2 separate regions of the Anser cygnoides genome follow, and region 1 is linked to region 2. A link is a contact called in public Hi-C data. All regions are on one chromosome and are shown on one strand. Each heading gives the region's core, a stretch centred on a gene start, on an enhancer-like site or on the middle of the called end of the contact. The rest is flanking DNA. Distances are from core to core; before and after follow the strand shown.

What was found. Hi-C and Micro-C count contacts between places; a contact is called where the count stands out from the background.
Region 1: a contact with region 2 is called in a Hi-C map of granulosa cells, with 2.0 times the contacts expected there. The contact joins two enhancer-like sites. A contact is called at or near these places in 2 of 7 Hi-C or Micro-C datasets (granulosa cells and liver).

Annotation. Positions count from the first base shown.
Region 1 is chr3:86,554,038-86,558,143 of Taihu_goose_T2T_genome, reverse strand. No RefSeq gene overlaps it. Among named protein-coding and RNA genes, the nearest start is that of BCKDHB, 320 kb to the left of the region's middle. Within about 2 kb of position 1,858, at least 1 of the 3 cell types and tissues checked has open chromatin away from gene starts, as enhancers often do.
Region 2 is chr3:85,995,294-85,999,827 of Taihu_goose_T2T_genome, reverse strand. No RefSeq gene overlaps it. Among named protein-coding and RNA genes, the nearest start is that of IBTK, 110 kb to the right of the region's middle. Within about 2 kb of position 1,712, at least 1 of the 3 cell types and tissues checked has open chromatin away from gene starts, as enhancers often do.

The DNA.
Region 1 (4,106 bases), core at 609-3,108, 560 kb before region 2:
ACTGTTACTGAATATACTGAATATCTTTTTTTTTTTTTTCCTTTATAATGAGACCATTTCTTACAGAGAAAATGTGAAATAATGATCAACCAGAATAACTTGTGCCCACTCTAGTTTTCTACACAAAGCTGATGTATCTAGCAGAAACACAAAGCATCAACATCAAGGACAAAGCAAAGAGGTCAGCATGCTAGTTTTGACATTGTAAGAACTGCAAATAAGAAATAAAATTATCTTGTGAATTAATACAGATTTTTTTTTTGTTTGTTTGTTAAAACTTAACAAGGCATTGAGATAGGGGTAAAGGTGAGAGATGAAAAGACAGTCATGCAAAAATTTAGAACATACAAATATGTATGTTCACAAGTTGAATTGCTCACAAATCATTCCCAGAAAATATCAGGGACTGTGAAATGCAGCTACATCTGAGCAAACATAACTCAATCCAGTACTTTGTGATTCTTTGCTCTTTTTTAACTTTTCTTTGTTTCTTTGAAAATATTCCAGGCTATTGATGTAAAGGAGATATTTGTCAAAGTCAAATCTCCCTCTACAACTTCAGCTCAGTAAAGTATCTGTTAACGTTCAGTCTTATTTTGTCTCAGTAACCAACCAGCTGGAACCCAGCAGACAGGCTGTATTAGCAGTCTATGATGACATTATTGCTTATTTTAGTAATTTAGCATGATAAAGTGAGGTGTCTCCATTGAATTTTCAAATATATAAAAAATGGTTTGTAAACTGGAAAGTTTTGCTGAAATATAACAACGGAAGATATAGGTGATACTCTGGAATCATAGAGGTTGTATCTTATTCTGTAGATGCTGTGATGTATGGACATGTTTGGATACAGATACAGTCCCCCCCCCCCCCCCCCCCAAACATGACAGAAATGCACAAATCACATTTTAATATGCAGAAAACCTACCTCAGAAGAACACTCTCTTGCAGCTGGTATTCTATAGTCCCTGCCTGATGCTTGCAAGGATGCTTGCTCATTTTATTTCGGTGGATTCCCTCAGTTTACTGATATCTCCCTTGCCATGATCTTTGCTTATATGTTTTCAGAGTAGGAACTATTTCTCTGTCATGTTTGAGCACTGCCTAAACAAAGAGCCAAGGTACTTAAAGATTTTAATGGTACAAATAATATATAATAATTATAACAGAAAAATTTAAAAAACATGTTTTATTTATTTGGCTGTTGCTCTTCCATTTAGCTCAGGTAGAAACTCCTGGAGGTGAGGATGGCCTGAATTTTGTATCATGTTTAATATTGGATCTGGCATATCCTTTGTTCTTCTAAAGTTCAGAGAAATAACCAGCAAAATTGGGAACTGAATTGTATTTTGAATGAAAACAGAGCTTCACAAAACATTTCACAGACTGGAACATCCAGCTTTGACATTCTTTGCAGACTCATAATAAGATGAGCTGGCTTCAGCTCACCTAAGGCTAGATGTGTACAGTGCAGATGACTACACCTGAGTTATTCATCGAAGACTCTCTTTACGCTCAGCAGGAAGAAAGAAGGTACTCCAGAGTGAGATTCATCTGACCTACTTTAGCTGTTTACTTCCAGACTGGATGATTCATTCCTCAGAAGCACCCACGTCTTCCCAATGCCTATACATCAAATGTGGTTATTTATCCTAATGGAGATCTCTCAGCAGCTACATGATAGATGTCTAACATTAGCTGACTATCACTCGCTGTATCTCAAATGAGAGGAGGGCTCTCTACCCTCATAATTATTGAAACAAACTTCCTACAGAATTCACTTTTTCTTACTACAGACTGTTGGTAAAATTTTCAGATAGGTGGCAGCAATGTGCACGCAGACAGAAAAATTTAGCAAACCCCTACTCAGCCTCAGCTTCAGCCTTCAAGGTAGTATCTGCTCCTGGACAACAGGGGAACTGCCACTCATGAAGGCAAACTGATAGGGCCACCATGTCCCCTTCCAGGTTCCAGGGACCACATACTTTCCCTAGAGCGACTGGTCCTCTAAAGAGACAACAGTGTGAAACAATTTGAAGCCAAAAAGGTAGCGCAGATTTAAAGGGTCTTTATCACAGTACAGTGGGATATCTGATGCATGCATATGAAGTACTGCCTGGTATTGTTAAGAGTATGTAAAGCTTATAAATTAGTTACTACATTCATAGTACTATATCCACATCACATGGATTGTTTTCTTTAGTCTTCATAATTGAAACACATTTAGAACTGCTTAAGTGGCCTTATCTCTACATTTTCATACTTGCAGAAGCCTGGGGGATTTTGGAAGAGTAACCTTAACTTTGAAATTCCTGGCTGCCTAACATATGGGCTTCCTCAGATCTGCTCTACAACACTCTGTTGTGAGTTTTCCCTTAGGCTTCTTACAGTCTTCACTTCCACACTTACCCATGTTTTTGCCTGGGAATTTACAAATGGATTTTTAAACTGTCAGTGTTTTTATCCCTAGAGGAGAGTACAGCCTTCAGGCAAGCTGTAACACACAGAATTCTGGGTTCACCCTCACAAGTGATTTAACTGAAACACTGCAGAATTCAGACTGGTGTCTTTTACTGCAATAGCTAAGCACACCTTTAAAAAGTTGAAAATTAGTCTTTATTTGGATGGCACCAAATTTCTCTTCCTGTAACATAACAACCCAACCTTCATTCGCTTGTATAGTAAAATGTGGTGTTTTATTTGTGGTAGGATATGTTTGCTGGGTAGAATATGTTTGTTTCCCCTGGTGGGGAAATCACCTAGCTGATAATGGCATGTGCTTTGTTTCACCAGTTAGGTGTTGTGCCACGTTTGCAAATTAGGAGCCTGGTTTGAGAAATCTCAGATGGATCCAACCATCTGCAAATGAATGAGAAACTGGAAGATGTATCTGACTGCATGGACTCAACTCCCATTTTTAAAAGCTTTTGTTACCCACAAAACACGAGGGAGTGAATATTTCCTGGAAGCATTTGTTCCTTAAGGCACTGGGGGCATGGATATGTGGATAATGCAGACAGATCTGAGCTCCTGGCTGTACATGAGCCACAATTTTCCCTGTCCGCATGCCATAAATTGTCCCCAAATATTTCTGCAGACATGGGATTACCTTTACTCTAGGTGACAGGCAATTAGAATGGTACACATTAAACGACATTTGTGGTGCTCCCTACATTGAGATTAGTCATTCATGGCATTAGTTTAGTGACGAGGCTGTAGCTGTGTGTGAACCCCAGATCATGCTGTTATGCATCTCTCTGTCTGTCTGCAGCTCAGATACAATCTGCCTTACCGCATCAGCATGTGGGGACATGAGTCATCTTCACCTTCTGCACAACGTCAAATATAATGGCATCCATGCTGTATGCAGTTATGAGAAAGTGAGGATTAAAAAATAAATAAATATTTCAGATAGAGGTAAATCACTTCAAAACACAGTTTGTTTCCGAAAAGGGACCAAAACCAGTGCTTTGTGGTACTGTGGATATCACTGCAGAACTGAATTCTAAGGTGGGGAGAATTTGCAAATTTCGCAGAGAACTTTGGTCAACTTTGCTAAGACTTAACCTACATTAAAGTCCTACCAAGCAGTTCAACAGAACTTTTCAACTGTGAGTGTCATTTCTAATAATAAAGAAGACAATAGCTGTAGAAGTTAAGGTAATTGAAATTCAAGTCTCTCTAGGTTTTAATGGAATCATTACTTTTTTTTTTTTTCTTTTCTTCCATGTATCTTTTTCTTAGCTTTGTATTTGTGTCTACTTTATAAACGCTACAACTCTTCATTACATGGGCTTTATTCTGGGACTTGTACTGCTCTATGGATATTACTGTCTCATAAATAACTTGGCCTCAGGAACAGCTGTGCTAAAGTAACTCATCATTTGAATCTCAGTACAGTAATATATATAAGCACATATTTAAGTTGAAATGGGGCAGCACAGTATTTGGATGCTAGACTACTTGAAAGGAGCTCGCTGCTAACAGTGTTGAAAAGAGAAGAGAAGAGGAGAGGAGAGGAGAAGAAAAAAGGGAAGGGAATGGAAGGGAAGGGAAGGGAAGGGAAGGGAAGGAAGGGAAGGAAGGGAAGGGAAGGGAAGGGAAGG
Region 2 (4,534 bases), core at 463-2,962:
GAAATTCTGCCAGATTAATGGCCTTTTCCTACTTGTATGGTCACTTATGGCTAATTTGTCACCATCCATGAGGCTTTGTTCATGCATTTACACAACAAAATGAACTGGGCTTTAACCAGACAAGGTAAGAGATTTAGTTAATAAAAAATAATGAAGGATATTTCTGAGACACTCTGGTGAACTCAGCACTTGAACCTTTCAACATTCATTTACCCAAGAGAGCATTTGATGAGATCTACTGATTTTCAGTAATTAGTTCACTCAGTGTATTTCTTTTTCATATATTTGACCATTTGTAATGAGAACTAAGACACCAAGCACGTAATGAAAAAAAGCTGTCAGTATTACAGCAGTGGTTTTGACGGTGGTGCTAATAAGTTATTTTATCTGCACTTATTCACTGTGGACTTTTCAAAGGATCTATCTCTTGCTCTTGGCTTAAGTAACAGAAAGTTGTGGTTGATGTACTGCTGATATGTGAAAAATACTTTTCACTGATTTGAGGAGGATCACATGTGAAACTGGAATCACTGTGTTTCTTCAGGAATCAAAAGTTGACAATAATATTGAGCCTTGCCTTTACCTTTTTGCAGTGAGAGAGAAATCAGCTGCATTTGACCTAAAAACCTCAGGCCTAATTTTGAATAACTACAGAAAAACAGTTTTTAACAGGATCGCATTTCACTGTTTCAGACAAATGTGAATTCCTTTCCCTTTGCGTGGATTTCTCTAAGCAGGGAAATCCAATTCCCTCTGGATTCTTCCCCTCTGAGTGAAGGATGAGACTGAGTCATCCTCCGTTTGTTTGTCTTTGATGACGAATATTACTCGCAACTTCCAAACAATGTCAGCAACAAAAACAGGGCATCTGGGGCTTGGTTCATTTATGCTTAAACCCTTCCAAAACATTACATAGAAAATATGCATATGCTTAATTTTAAACACCTGAATAACTCCATTGGCCTTAACTGAAATATTTCTGACATTAACATTTGCTGGATTAAGAACTTCGTATTTATTAAAGCTGTGCCCCATTTGCAATAGGAATATGGTGCTGGTGCAGCTGTGCCATTCCTGGCAGTGAAACACGCTTAATAATTTATTTGTTTAGACATATTCTTCTGGGAGCACCGTGACATTCATGATCTAACACAACTACTTAGGCTGCAGGTGCCACTTATGTCCAGATAGATAGCTCTTTGGTGAGGCCATGCATCATGATTCCCCTGCAGAGAGCACTACAAAGGTGATTCCTTGTCAGACTTGCCTTTGAAAACTGCTAATTCCATTCATTCACCTGTGAATGCAAAATGCAAGGTGTGTGATGGAAACTGATGGAAAGCATAGCACACACTGCCGTAAGCAGTCTGAGATCTAGTCTAAGATCTAGTCTGGAATTCTTTGTCTTCTTCAGAGGTAAAAGCATGGTTTAGTATAAAGCAGTGGCAAAAGCACAGGGCTGCAACTCCTATTTACCTATCTCAATTAAAGGCAAATAATTCTCTAGCAGACTGCAAAAATCTGCACACAGAAAATATAAATATTCATGTATTACAGTTACTGTTGTCAGTCTTTTCTCCTTGCCATCTTTTTCCCTGCTCTGCAATGACAGAGGAGTTCTGTTGAGCCAGGCTCTTCTTACAACAGACAGGATGAAATTGTTTCCTTGGTTAGACAGCTCACCCTTGAGGTATGCTCAAATATATCCTCTTTTGCACATCTATGCTGCAGCTTCCAATTAGGGAGGCAATATAAGCAGCAAGCAGCAGCAGGGGAGAGAATAAGATGTTCTTTCTCTCCAGATAGAAAATCCCATGCTGACAAAAAAGTTAGGATTCAGCAGCTCAGAAAGTTTCTTTGCTTTCTTGTGCATTCATGTGAGAGAATTCACATACGTGTACACTCCTTTCCTGAAGGTTGGAACTGTAGCTCTCAGACCTTGAACTATTCAGAGAGCTGGAAATGTTTGTCTGATCCTCTGCAGTAACAGTTTATGGAGAAAAGCTCTTTTCTCCCAAGAATATTCTCATCTGGAAATGCAAGACAGCCTCTTCTCCATCTGATAGTGGTTTTCCACTGAATTCTGTCTGGGCAAAATAACTAAGCAAATCCTGCTGTTATTTCTACTTGCTGCTGAATGTTGATCTTTTGAAGTCATTCCTAATGCAATATAAGATGAGAACAAATAAATTATTTTTTTTAATAGGGACAAAATAAATACACTCCAAAAAAAGATTATTTCCAAGTTGCTGCTCATCATCACCAAAGTCTGAGATGGTCTGATAGTGAGGAGGCATCACCAAGCAATAAACACCTCAGGTTAGATAACCCAGAAAAACTCTATCTCAGCTGAGATCCTAAACAAAGCCTTTGAGCAAATCTTTGGGAAAATCCCCAGGGACACTCCCTTCCCCATAGTCTGTGGCGTTGTTTTGCTGTTGTTGCTGTTTTTTTATTTTTTTGAGAATAAAATGCTGACTTGATTATTTTCGGGCTTGATATTATACTGCCACAATGTTCTTACATTTGCAACAGATTGAAATGTTTTAATGATATACCTGGTGTTTATCTGGAAGCAGAGAGGCTAAGCACCACCCAGCTCAGTCCAGCATGAAGGCTGAAGCAGGTTTGTGTTAATTTTGAGCTCTTCATGCTGCCTTTGCATTTACTTAGTTTTTCTTTAACTTTTGGCTTTATAGCCTCAAAGTAACTTCAGTCAAAATAGCTGAACTTTGCCAGGTTTCAGGTCAAAAATATGTCAAAAGTAGAGTTTTACGTGATTTCCACCCAACAGTAAATCCCTCCCTGTATCTGATATTCAGCCTAAGCTCACTTGAAAAGTTTTAGGTTTTGCAGGGTACGTTTCTCACAGCTCTACGTTGAAGAAAGCTGGAATGTTATACTGCTCTCAGAGGGCTTCATCCAAATCCCAGCTAATTTGATGGGCGTCTTCAAGACTATCAGGAGAGGTGGATCAAGGAAAAGATTTTGCTGATCTGCAGAATCAGATTTTCAAACAGCGTGCACAGAACAGTGCCAGACAGAACAATAAAACAAGATAAAAGTGTTTTTTTTTCACTTGCTAGTTTCAAGTAGCAAACATTGAGGGCAAAGTTCCTGGGAAACACCTCATGAAACACATTTCTTCTTCTACACTCATTACTGCAATAAACATCATTTTAGAGTCACAGCAATAAACATTTTGTTGAGACTCTTTAAAACGGACAATTTTGCACCCTCAAAGATAGTGAATCCCAAAACAAGATTGACACCTCCAGATACATGCTTCTTGCCTGCAAGTATGCACTCTGGCATATTCTGGAAAAGCAGCAGCATACAGCTTGCCTCACTAGTGCCTCATTATATTTTTCTAATATCTAAAGGACACAAGTTCAGCACCAGCTATGAGGGATACAGGCAAGGATATTTCTGGAGCGTCTTGTTTAAAATCATACAGGGGTAGTCCACAAAGAGATTTAGACCCCTAAGAGTCTCAGCACCACAGTTCAAGTACTACCTACCTTCAGGCATGTCCTAAGACCCTTCCACTACAACACATTTCATGAAGAAAAAAGGAAATCACTTAGTTTATTTCTTTTCCTTTTCCTTTCCTGTATTTCCTTGCCTTTTCCTTCACAGCTGTTATTCAAAGGCCATCAAAACAAAAGTAGCTCAATACTAAGTTATTTTTCACCCTATTTTATAAGAACTTTATGCAGCATCACTTTTATTTATTATGCAAAGCAGATTAAAAAAAAAAAGTGAAGAAATTGCATTGAAAACAATGCAAAACAGAAAACAAAGTTTACACCAGTCCTTGTTTAAATGTTTTCTAACATAACACCTCATACTGCAAGCTCCCTGGTACCCTATCTGTATGCTTGATCACTGGAGACAAAGATTCTCCTCCAAGGAAGAGGAAATTCCAGGTTTCTCATCACCCATTGTGTCCTACAAGAAGAACGACAGACCTGATGTCAACCTGATGGTAATTTCTGGGTAGACACATGGTCTGTTAAGCTGCATTCATTTCCTGATACTTACAGGCTTAACAAAGAAGAAAGCCTGCTACACTGCTTGAAAATGAGGTCCTGTGGGTCAGTTCTGAAAAACCACAAACATACCAACATATAGAAAATATTACTAACCTCTGTTTAAACAGGGCTATCTTGGCAGGTTGTTACGCAACTTTTCCAAAAGTATGTTAGATATTGGCAGACACTGAGAAATATCATCCAAGTCCTTTTCTCTCTCTCACACTCTTTTTCTTCTTTCTTTAATAGTCTGTCAATTTGGTGTCCTGGAGAGAGAAAAAAAATGTTCCATGAAGAAATCACTTTGAAGCTTAATTTTTCACTGCCAAAAAACTTGGGACACTCGTTTTTTCCAGTCTTTCTCTAACTCTTGTTATCACTACTGCTGACTCATCTCCTGATGCTGAAGGAAAAACAGTTTTATGGGAACATGAAGAGGTCACAACTGAATTATTCTGGCTTTTATAAATGGCTCTGCAAATCATTCTCCACATTGCTAT